2 separate regions of the Arachis hypogaea genome follow, and region 2 is linked to region 1. A link is a contact called in public Hi-C data. All regions are on one chromosome and are shown on one strand. Each heading gives the region's core, a stretch centred on a gene start, on an enhancer-like site or on the middle of the called end of the contact. The rest is flanking DNA. Distances are from core to core; before and after follow the strand shown. Region 1 overlaps LOC112750284 (a long non-coding RNA gene). Region 2 has its middle 37 kb from the start of LOC114925398.

Region 1 (5,981 bases), core at 980-3,479:
ATTTTTTAGGGCTTTTAGAATTTTTTAGGGTTTTTATGATTTTTTAGGATTTTCTAGGATTTTTGGATTTTTTAGGGTTTTATAGGATTTTTAGGATATTTATGGTTTTATACTGTTTTCAGGGTTTTTTAAGATTTTTTAGGATTTTTTAGAGTTTTTTAAAATTTTCTAGGATTTTTCTGATTTTCTAGGGTTTTTAGGATTTTCTAGTATTTTTAGGATTTTTTTTGGGTTTTTAGAGTTTTTCAGAGTTTTCTAGAGTTTTTTAAAGTTTTCTAGGATTTTTTTGGTTTTTTTATGGTTTTTAGGGTTCTTTTATGATTTTATGTGGTTTTTAGGGTATTTAGGGAGTTTTCTAGGAGTTTTAGGATTTTTTAGGATTTTTAGGATTTTTTTTGTTTTCTAGGTTTTTTAGGATTTTTTTTTAGGGTTCTTTTTTTTGTTTTCAAGGTTTTTTATGGGTTTACTAGGGTTCTCTAGGATTTTCTAGAATTTTTTTGGATTTTCTAGAATTTTTTAGGATTCTTTAGGATTTTTTAGGATTTTTACGGTTTTTTAGGATTTTCTAGGGTTTTTATGGTATTTCATGGTTTTTTAGGATATAATAGGATTTTTTTTTTGTTTTCTAAAGTGAATAGAAAGTTAGATCTACATTGGATCGCTCTTGAGGAGAAGTACGCCATGCTAATGTGCCTTGGATGATCCACATTGAACTATCCATGTGGCTGGGAGCCCTCACAGTCCAGGCACAACGACGCAATTATCAGGGGCGCGCTCTACCACTAAGCTAATAGCCCGTCGTTTGGGCCTCTCGCCGAGGCCCGCTATGCCAAAAGCAAGAAAAATCCCATCCCTCTCTTTTTTCACCCCCATATGGCGACATGGGGCAAAAAAAAAAAAAAAGAAAGAGCTCCTATCAACTTGTTCCGACCTAGGATAAGCTCATGAACTTAGACTTGCTTCACCTCCGAGAAACGAAAGAAAACTTCTATATCCAAATTTAACTCAGACGTAGCTCGCTCGCTTCTTTTGGGGTGTGAAGCTGTGTCAAACCAAACTATCTAACAAGCATTAGCTCTCCCTGAAAAGGAGGTGATCCAGCCGCACCTTTCAGTACGGCACCTTGTTACGACTTCACTCCAGTCACTAGCCCTGCCTTCGGCATCCCCCTCCTTTAAGGTAACGACTTCGGGCATGGCCAGCTCCCATAGTGTGACCGGCGGTGTGTACAAGGCCCGGGAGCGATTACTAGCGATTCCGGCTTCATGCAGGCGGGTTGCAGCCGACAATCCGAACCGAGGACGGATTTTTGGAGTTAGCTCACCTTCGCGGGATTGCGATCCCTCATCCCAGCCATTGTAGCACGTGTGTCGCCCAGGGTATAAGGGGCATGATGACTTGACGTCATCCTCACTTTCCTCCGGCGTATCACCGGAAGTCTGCTCAGGGTTCCAAACTTCATGTTGGCAACTAAGCACGAGGGTTGCGCTCATTTACGGCACGTTTACGGCACGAGCTGACGACAGCCATGCACCACCTACCACCTGTGTCCGCATTCCCGAAGGCACCCCTCTCTTTTAAGAGGATTCGCGGCATGTCAAGCCCTGGTAAGGTTTTTCACTTTGCATCGAATTAAACCACATGCTCCACCGCTTGTGCGGGCCCCCGTCAATTCCTTTGAGTTTCATTCTTGCGAACGTACTCCCCAGGCGGGATACTTAACGCGTTAGCCACAGCATTGCACAGGTAGATACGCGCAGCGCCTATTATCCATCGTTTACGGCTAGGACTACTGGGGTATCTAATCCCATTCGTTCCCCTACCTTTCGTCTCTTAGTGTCAGTGTCGGCCCAGCAGAGTGCTTTCTCCATTGGTGTTCTTTCCGATCTCTACGCATTTCACCGCTTCACCGGAAATTTTCTCTGCCCCTACCGTACTCCAGCTTGGTAGTTTTCACCGCCTGTCCAGGGTTGAGCCCTGGGATTTGACGGCGAACTTAAAAAGTCACCTACAGACGCTTTACGCCCAATCATTCCGGATAACGCTTGCATCCTGTGTCTTACCGCGGCTGTTGGCACAGAGTTAGCCGATGCTTATTCCCCGGATACCGTCATTGCTTCTTCTCCGGGAAAAGAAATTCACGACCCGTAGGCCTTTTACCTCCACACGGCATTGCTCCATCAGGCTTTCGCCTATTGTGAAAAATTTCCCACTGCTACCTCCCGTAGGAGTTTGGGCCGTGTTTCAGTCCCAGTGTGGCTGATCATCCTCTCGGACCAGCTACTGATCATCGCCTCACCAACTAGCTAATCAGACGCGCTCCCTCCTCGGGCGGATTCCTCCTTTTGCTCCTCAGCCTACGGGGTATTAGCAGCCGTTTTCAGCTGTTCCCCTCACCAAGGGCAGGTTCTTACGCGTTACTCACCCGTCTGCCACTGGAAACACCACTTCCCGTCCGACTTGCATGTTTAGGCATGCCGCCAGCGTTCATCCTGAGCTAGGATCGAACTCTCCATGAGATTGTTTTCTAGAATTTTTTAGGGGTTTTCAGGGTTCTAGGGTTTTTCTAGGGGTTTTAGGGTTTTCTACGGTTTTCGCGAATTTTTTAGGAGGATTTTTTGGTTTTTAGGGTTTTTTAGGGATTTTGAGAGTTTTTTGGAGTTTTCTGGAGTTTTTCAGGTTTTTTAGTATTTTCTAGGATTTTTACGGTTTTTTAGGATTTATTAGAATTTTTTTTTTGGTTTTCAATATCTTTTTAAAGATTTAGGGTTTTCTTGGATTTTTAAGGTTTTTTTAGGATTTTTTTTGCATTTTCTAGAGATTTTTAGGATTTTCTCGGGTTTTTAGGGGTTTTATATGGTTTTTAGGATTTAGTCACCAAAAAAAAAAATATGGTTTTTAGGATTTTGTTAAAGTTTTCTCGTGTTTTTATGCTTTCTAGAAATTTTTAGGATTTTCTAGGATTTTTCTGGGTTTTTAGCTTTTTAGTGATTTCTAGAGCTTTTTATGGTTTTCTAGAGTTCTCATAGACGCGGATAAGATTGGATCCAACCTTAAAAACTACATTGGATCCGATTCGAGATATATTCACAAAATACAAAAAATATTTTTAAAAGTTTATTTTTATTTAAAAAATATTAATAAAAAGAATATTAAACATATTTTTTTTAAATAATAAATTAGAATAATACAACATCATAAAAAGAATATTTACTTATTTATTTACAAAATTCGCAATCCGATCCGATTAGTGTGCGAATCCGATAATTTTTAGATCGAATTCGGATAAATACCGCAGATATGCAGATCGGATCCGATCCATGAATAGAGTTTTTAGAGTTTTATAAGAAACAAATTTATAGTGGAAGAAAGTACATGTTTTGTTAGGTTTTGTGACAATAAAGGGAAATAAAATACATACCTGCTTGCTTGGAATTTTCTCGTACAATGTTAAGCTTCCATAGGATGATGTCGAACCCATGGAATAGTCTGAAGAGGCCCATGATGATATAGTGCTTCTTGCGCTTCTTCTCTACGCTGAAAGCTGGTTTGGGATGAAACCCTGCTGAAAGCTGCTCATTTTCTGAAGGGCAATGCTCTTCAAGTTTAAGCACGTCCATTTCTGTGGGTATGCCTGAGAGATGTCTCTGGAGAAATTTGCAATGAAGTTGTTGGGATGCAACTCCTTACCAATCAAAGGTCCACAGATCTGGTGACCCTTTTGCTTCCGATTTTACCTTTCCTTGAAAACTTGAAAGATACAAGAGCAATTATAAGTGCACCTCCACAGAGCAGCAAATATAGCATCATACGTGGAGTTATGTCAGTTGTTTCAGATCTCCTTTCATTCCTGATGATTGCAGCATCTACTGTTGCATAAATTTTTTCAACTTCTGAGCCTAAACTAGGCAAATTCTCTAGACCTTCGTTACTTGGTTTTTCAATATTGAACCTGGCACCATCTCCTAGTGAGAGAGGAAAGAAAAAACCGAAGAAGTGAGCATCCTCTTCTTGTAAATGCATTGCTTCTGAAATTTCTGCTTCAGCCAGTTGCAAAGCCTGCCTGCTCTGGTAATTCCTGCTTGGCCCTTAAGTACTTCATCCAATTCTGAAACACCTTCAACATTGAAATAAACGTTGCCTTCTTGTTCTTGCTTTGCATCTGAATTTCCCGCTTCAGTCAGTTGCAAAGACTGCTCTGGTTGTGGAGGATCTAAAGCACTCAGACCGAATAGGGCAAGGAGTGACAGCTAGTGGATCTGAATTATATGGAATGTCCTACTCCTGCTGTACGATGGAGGGCTTTCCGATCAACCAATCCCCTCATATTTTAGGGACATCTCTTTCCGATCAACCAGGGATCACTAATTAGTCGAATGAGCCCATCCCTCTTATCATTTATTGGTCGATCCGGCTGGCGGCTCCTGCATCCATCTCCTGCGTCTCCATGGGGCCCCATCATACAAGTTTGTTGCTACTAGTCGAATCAATAATCAATAGAAGTCCCAATAGAAGTTTACTGACCTGGCTCTTCAATCGACGATCTACTGTTCCCTCTTAGTTGCGGATGAGATGACTTCACTTTCTTGAATGTGAAGTACTGTTGATTTCAGCATCAACAACTTCATTTTTGCCCCTACGAAATACATGGTACTGATTAACCACAACATGATCCGGCACAACGGTCAAGTTGTAGTCTTGCAACTGGGCCAAACTATGAATTTGTAGTCCTCTAACTTTGGATATCAGCTCAGATATTTAAGGACTTAATAAACTGGATATGGAGACTCTGAGCTAAACAATCGAATTTTGCTTTTGCAAACTGGGTGAATTGATCAAAGTTGGCCCTTGCAAAAATCTGAAAGTTGAGACGCTTCATAAGCCTCATGTGTCTTCAAACACTGTATGATGAACCACCGGAGAATTGATGACTGAGATGGAGAAAACAGCAAATGAGAGGAGAATAATCAGACCAAAGCCAATGATTTCATAGAGAAGCGGCGCTTAGGGTTGGCTTCAATGGTTCCCTCTGCAGGACTTGGTTCATCAGAACTTGGCTTTCTTCCTCCATAACCGCCTCATCCGAAGAGACCTCCTCTGCTTCCTTCTGTGAAGCTTCTTCGGACTGAGAATCCTCTGTGATATCAGAGAAGCTACCAGATATGATACTCTGCAAAGTTCCGTCCTTGGTCTAGGTTTGTAATGAAGAAACTGCGGTCTAGGGAAGAGATATTTTGTTTTAGGATCGTAAGGTGGCATCAAGGGATCGGCATCAAGAGGAGCTAAGATGGTTGCTGTGGATGAAGCTGGAGGTGGGGTAGGACTAAGCTTGAAAGTTGGGTCAAGGTTAACACAATCATGATCGAGGAAAACAGTTTCAAATGAAGGTTCTGTCTCAATTTTATCCTCTAGAACCAAAGGAACATTCAGATCATGTTCAGCCTCAAATGACAAATCAGTGTCATTATTTGGAACTAAAGAACATTCAGATCATGTTCTTCCTCAGATGTCAAACTAGAGCGGCTACTATGTGATTCCTCAAAATTTGGAACCCCATCAAATATAGATCAAGGTGGTCTGATTGCAAGCCACCACCACATTCCAAGGGTTCTGCAAAAGTTACCTTGCGAACGTTGTTTTTGGCCTCTGCAGATGGAACAGAATCTGGAACTGGCCCATTCCTCTCAATCAGCACTTTTTTCCTCGGAGAAATAATAATCTTGCAGGAAGCAGAGATGGTCGGAGACATGAAATTCTTTGAGTCCTTCAAGCAACCCGGGCTTCAATGTCTGATCTTTCCCATTTTCTTTGTCATCAACGTACCGCAAAGACCCCCCACTTTCTCTGCCGGCAACACTGTTCCTTACCTGAAAATCTACAGGATACCAAAAGTCCAAAACCACAAATTGAAAATGAAGTAGTGAATCGGAATCCCTAAACTATTTTGACTTTTGAGAAAGCTAAAAATCTTTTGACATAAA
Region 2 (5,981 bases), core at 1,504-4,003, 50 kb before region 1:
GTTCATGAGACGCCCTTTGGGTCATGTCCACACTGAACAATTCATATTAAGGTGATTAGTCTTAATATCTCAAGTCTAGTGCTTCGAATTTCCAAAAGTATGCTCATGAACATTCATGCAATATATGTCAAGCAGACATCCTAAGTAGCATGTACACAGAGCCAGAGTATGCTCAAAAGCATATTCAGTTCATCCTTTAGGCTCTACAGGAATGAATTGCTCTGATACCATAATGTAACACCCTACCACACAGAGCTTTACACCTAGGATATAAAACAGAGATAGTGAGGTGCTATGACCTCAAAAAGTAAAACATATATATATATATATATATATATATATATATATATATATATATATATATAGTTGAAAAGGGTTTATATCTAGGAGCCTTTTGAAGGAAAGTTAATCAAAAGCATTAAATAGAAAAGCGCATCACTCACATAAGCGATAAACGTAAACTGGATAGGATACGAGTAATATAAATACATAAAAGAAGTGTTCCAAGATATAAATAACAAAGCCTCTGACTCGGCTCGCGAAGTTAAGACCGGTCAGAGCATATATATGTACATACATATAAGAATCCTAAAAGAGCCCAAAATACAGTTTACAAAACCTGTTTCTCCAAATCAACCTCTAGAATGGATAAAGCAATATATACATATATAGTGGAGATATACAAGTATCTATCTATCTACACACTAATTGTACATGGCAATAATTAGGCAATATTTTCATTGGAGATACTTGCTACGATTAGGTAAAAGTTATGCCATTAAATTTTATTAACCTTTATGATTAATTTAATGGAGATACACACTAATTGTATATGGCAATAATTAGACAATATTTTCAACGGAGATACTTGCTACAATTAGGTAAAAGTTATGCCATTAAATTTTATTAACCTTTATGATTAATTTAATGGAGATACTTGCTCAGTATATATATTATCTAAATAGTTAAAGAAGAGAAAAAAAGATATAATACTAAATAAATAAATAATTGTCAAATAAAATAGAGTAAAAATTTTGTATTCTATAAAAAATAATATAATCTCTAATATATTCATTATATAAAATAAACAAGTTAAACTTATTATCAAAATTTAAACACAACTAATGTAATACCTCTAATTTAAGTTATTAATAAATTATTTATGATGGATTATATTTATTTAAGACTATATTTTAAAAATTTTTATATAAAAGTTAAGTAAACTCTTATTTATATTTAGAGTTCTTATATTTAAAAAATAGTGAATATTTTATATGCTTTAATTTTAAATATTTAAATTTTTAACTTTATTTTTTAAATAAAAAAAAATTAATTTTACTAATCTCTAATTTTATTATTAGCAATTGACTGAAAATAATTTACAAACTTTTAATTAAAAGGTATTTTTATTAAAAATATTTTATATTTAATTTGACTTTTAATTATTATTTTATTTTTTTAATTATTTTATAAAATTACACTACTACCCATAGTTGTAAAAACCGGACCGGACCGGCCGGTTCGACCGGAAAATCGGTGAACCGGATCCTATACTGGTCCGGTCCAATGTTTGAATTGCACAAGGAATTGAACCGGTCAAATTCGGTGTGAACCAGTACGAACCGGTGCGAACCGGTCAAAACCGGTGCGAACTGGTCAAAACCGGTGAGGTGGTCTGACCGAACCGTTTGGAAGAAAATATTTCCAAAATGCTTGAGGTAGGGTTCGAACCCTTGTCCTCAAGGAAACCAAAATGCTCCACAACCACCAGACCATTATGTTTTCTATTAAAACATATGCAAATTATAATACATATAGATATCTTCTATCAAATAGTTTACTTTTATTTAATTTATTTTAATTTTAATTATAAATTCACTCCTTCTTAAATTAATTATATTTTTATTTAACAATAATGATAAACTCACTTATTTTTTTATAATTATATAATATCTATTAATATTATTTTTTAATAAATACTTGTAGTATATAATAGTATAAAAGATATAAACTAATTAATAAATTATTAAAATTTAAAAATAATAGTTATTTTAATATAAAAACAAAATAAAAATATTTATGATAGAGTAAAAATAATAAAATATTTATAATTCATGTTCCATATTGTTTTAAAATAACTTGATATTTTAAAATGTTAGTAAAAATATGTATTTTAAATTTTAATTTTAAACTTTTAACTATTTTTTATTTTTTATTTACATAGGACCGAGTCAACCGGTTCAACCAGTAACCCAGCGGTTGAACCAGTGACCCAGTGACCCAGTAACCTGACCGGTTCGATCACCGGGTCGGTTCTGACAACTATGCTACTACCTTTATTTTTATAAAAATACCTAAACTAACCCACACCACTCCAAACCCTAACACACTTACACTACGCACTCACCTCTCACTCTCAGCCGCACACACCCTCACACACCTCACTCACCCTCTTCCTCACCAACAGACACACAGACACGGTTATGAGAAGAAAGGAAGAAAGAAAAGGGAAATGGAGATCGGGGAGTAAGGGAGACGGAGAGAAGAAAGAGAGAAGGGAGAAGGCCGCGCCAGCACAGGGAGCTCGCCGCCGCCGTCACGTAACTACCGTCACAGTGCCGCCGAGCAGGGCCGCGAAGAGAAGAGAGAACTGCTGCCGTGCGTCCAGCCGCTGAGCCGTCGTCGTTGACACCACCGAGGGGAGGAGGAGTGCGAGCTGAGGAGCTGTCGCCGATGTCCCGCGCCGTCGTGTCTCACCCGCCGTTGCTGTCCGTCGCCCCACTTGTCACTGCCGCCGTTGTGCCGTCGAGAGGGAAGCCGTCGTGTCACACAGAGAAGAGAGGAGAGTGCACAGGGAGCAGAGGAGAGTGAGGGGAGATCTGTGCCCAGCCACAACCGCTTTTGCTGCCCGAAACCCCGCTGCTGCCACCAGAAAACACTGCCGGTAAGGTTTTAAGTATTGGGTTTCGTTTCTTTTGAGATTTTGGGAGCTTTATTGTTGCTGCATGTTGTTTCATTTGCCGTCACCGGAGTCTGGTCGCCGCTGCCGCTTGAGGTGGCTGCCGGAACTGCCGCCAAACTGGTTCAGAGACCGCCACTACTTCGTTTTCTTATTACAGTACATTTTGAAAACCCCTGCGTTAGTGTTCGGGTATGTTTGGTTAAAAACTTTTAGGTTTCGTAGTTCTGATGTTGCATGTCGTGTAAGTGTTGCTGTGGCTGCTGCGTCGTCCTTTATTCCAGTAAGTGTTTCTATCTCGGAATCCTCGCCATTAATTCTCTGTTATGTGTTTTAAGATTTCCACAATGTTAATGTTTTTAGGAATTAGAAACTGAGTTTGCATGTTGCTATTGAGAAAGCAAGCGGAGCTAAGGTTTCAGTTGCCGTTGATTCGGATCGAGACGAAAGAAATTCTATGAGGCGTTTGGGTTATGGTTTTGACTTATCGAGGTAGGGACATTTTTTAGAAAACTAAACTTATTCATCTAGAATTGTTTTATATGGATACTGATATGAGAAATGTACCTTTGGTAATTGTATAAGTCTTGTGTATTGTTTGATTGTCTTGGATGGATGTGAATGCTTGTTTGACTGGATTATTATTGGGTTTGTGAAACAAACTGTTTTTGAAGTGTTTCTTTAAAGTTTTGAAATCGATTTTAATCTGTTGGAAATCGATTTGAGTTTGAATTGGTTTTCTAGAAATATGAAAATGGTATGCACTTTTGGATTTAGCTTGATTTTGAATTGATTTGGTTTTGAACCCGTTAAAGGGGGTTGCAGAATGGTTTGGTTGGGACTCGGAAAGGGTGACAAAGTCCAAGTTTTAGGGGAGGTATTGCCGAATTTTCTATAAAATCTGAAACTTTGTTTAAAATGTTATTTAAAAAGTTTGAATTTGAGAAATCGTATTATTTGATTTATTAAGGAAATTGTATGTTTCGAATTTAATTTAATTGAGAAAAACATATGTCTTGAGCTTTAATTTATTCAGAAAAAAGAATTACTTTACAATGTTAAATAACTTAAGAAAAGTATTATCCTAAGCTCGATTTTATCTATAAAAAGAGTTTATGTTTTGAATTGGACTTAAGGAATTCGTTCAGAGGAGCTTTAATGAATTTACAAGAAAATGGACTTTGATTGAATGATGTCGTTTTGTGATGTTTTTGGAAAAGGTTGAAAGAATTGGTTTCTAAGAATGAAAATGAGATTGGTTTTGGATTTAACTTGGTTTGAAATTACATGATTTGATTTAGAAACTTCCTTTGAATAACTCGAATTAAGGAAACAATGATTTTTAAGAATCTTTACTGAATTTATGGAAATGAGGTCGGTCGTTTTTTCCTTAAAGTCTTGAGACCTTGTCGTGAATTTTAATTAATAACTTTTGATTTTAAAGTGATTGAGCGAATGGTTTGAAAATGAATGATTTTGAGTAGTTTAGAAGAGATTTTTAATTTGGCATGGGTTTGATGTCGTTTGGGAGTTGGAAAGATGTTGCAAAAAGTGACTTTGTTGAGAAAGGAAATTGATTTGAGAAAAAGTGGTTTTATCCCACCTGCAGTGAGGATGGTAGTTTTATCCCGCTCACGTATTGATAAATTGTTTAGCAAGGGCGGTGGCGTGATCCCGCTTGCATATTGTATTGTGTGCCCAGTAAGGATGGTGGATGGTTTAATCCCGCTTACTGTGGAGGTAAGGATGATGGTTTAATCTCGCTTATCCGAGTCGGGTCTAGCAACAGAATCGACGCGTGAGCTCACAGCCAATAGGACAAGCATGCATCACATGCATCTATGTGACATTGTTTGGGTGTGTATATTGTAATTGGTTTGTCTATATGAATAATTATGTTTAATTGCTAACTGCTCTACTTGAAGTAACTGCTTGATTGTGCTTGAACCTTACTTGTGTTTGTGATTGAAAATTGGGTGGATTGTGATGGATTGGCTGTGGATTGAGTTGTTTGGGCCGTGGTTGATTATGAGATGGGCCGAAGGCCGTGTTTGGTTTGAGTTTTTGGTTTCGAATAGTATGAAAAACTAAACTAGTTCAGTATAGACTTAATGAACCTATGCTTGGAACAGTTTGGTCATTCATACTGTTTAGGAAAAAATTTTAAAAAGGCTTTTTGATTTTTGAAGAATTAATAGTTTTCTCTTTTAGAAAGGATTTTGGATTTTCGATATTAAAAATTTGGTTTTGAAAAGATGCATAAGGTGGTTATTAATCACTGTAACGATTTTATTTTCATGTAGCCTATTATAGTAATTCTCTAACCCTATAGTGAGAACTAGTGAGGACGATATTCTCACTCCCCTACAGGTCTTTTTCTTTTTAGGTTATGGACGACGAAATTCGGAAGAGCTTATTTCTTTTCTATTTAGACGATATTTTTGTATTGTTTTAGTATTTATGTTTCCCTTGCCTTTAACTTTGCAAGTTCTGTAAGAGGGATAAGATTTGATATGAAATGCTTGTAAATTAACAATATGTATCACTAAAGAAAATAGAACATTTGTAACAAAAATTTTGTATCAAATTTAAAATCGTTACAAAAAAAATTTTTTGTAATAATAATTGGTGATTGTTACAAAAGAATAATATTTTGTAACAATCTATTTTTTTGTGACAAATTATGTTAGCTTTTGTAGCGAGCTGGTGTGTTGTTGTTACAAATATTATAATATTTTGTAACAAAAATTAAAGTAGTTGCAAAAATTTGAAATATTTTGTAACAAAATATTTTTTTTGTTTCAAAAACTCCAACTGTTCTGCAACAAAATATCTTTTTGTTTCAAAAACTCCAATTATTTTGTAACAAAAAATTAATTGTCACAAAATTCAACATTGTTTGTAACAAATTTTTTTTGTCACAAAATATAAGTATATTTTATAACTTTTTTTTTTCAAAATGTTAAATATTTTAAGGGTAAAAAATTGTTTATATAATTTTTTAAAATAATTTTATTTTGTT

The links. A called contact is a pair of places that touch in the nucleus more often than the background predicts.
Region 2: a Hi-C map of leaf shows a contact between it and region 1, with 2.3 times the contacts expected there. The contact joins two enhancer-like sites. A contact is called at or near these places in 3 of 8 Hi-C or Micro-C datasets (all in leaf).

What each region holds. Positions count from the first base shown.
Region 1 is chr15:75,205,154-75,211,134 of arahy.Tifrunner.gnm2.J5K5, reverse strand. LOC112750284 (a long non-coding RNA gene) reads right to left here. Exons shown (of 2, transcript XR_003175613.3): 2 at 4,357-5,875. Among protein-coding and RNA genes, the nearest start is that of LOC112750284, 3.6 kb to the right of the region's middle. Within about 2 kb of position 2,229, at least 1 of the 3 cell types and tissues checked has open chromatin away from gene starts, as enhancers often do.
Region 2 is chr15:75,256,118-75,262,098 of arahy.Tifrunner.gnm2.J5K5, reverse strand. No RefSeq gene overlaps it. Among protein-coding and RNA genes, the nearest start is that of LOC114925398, 37 kb to the right of the region's middle. Within about 2 kb of position 2,753, at least 2 of the 3 cell types and tissues checked have open chromatin away from gene starts, as enhancers often do.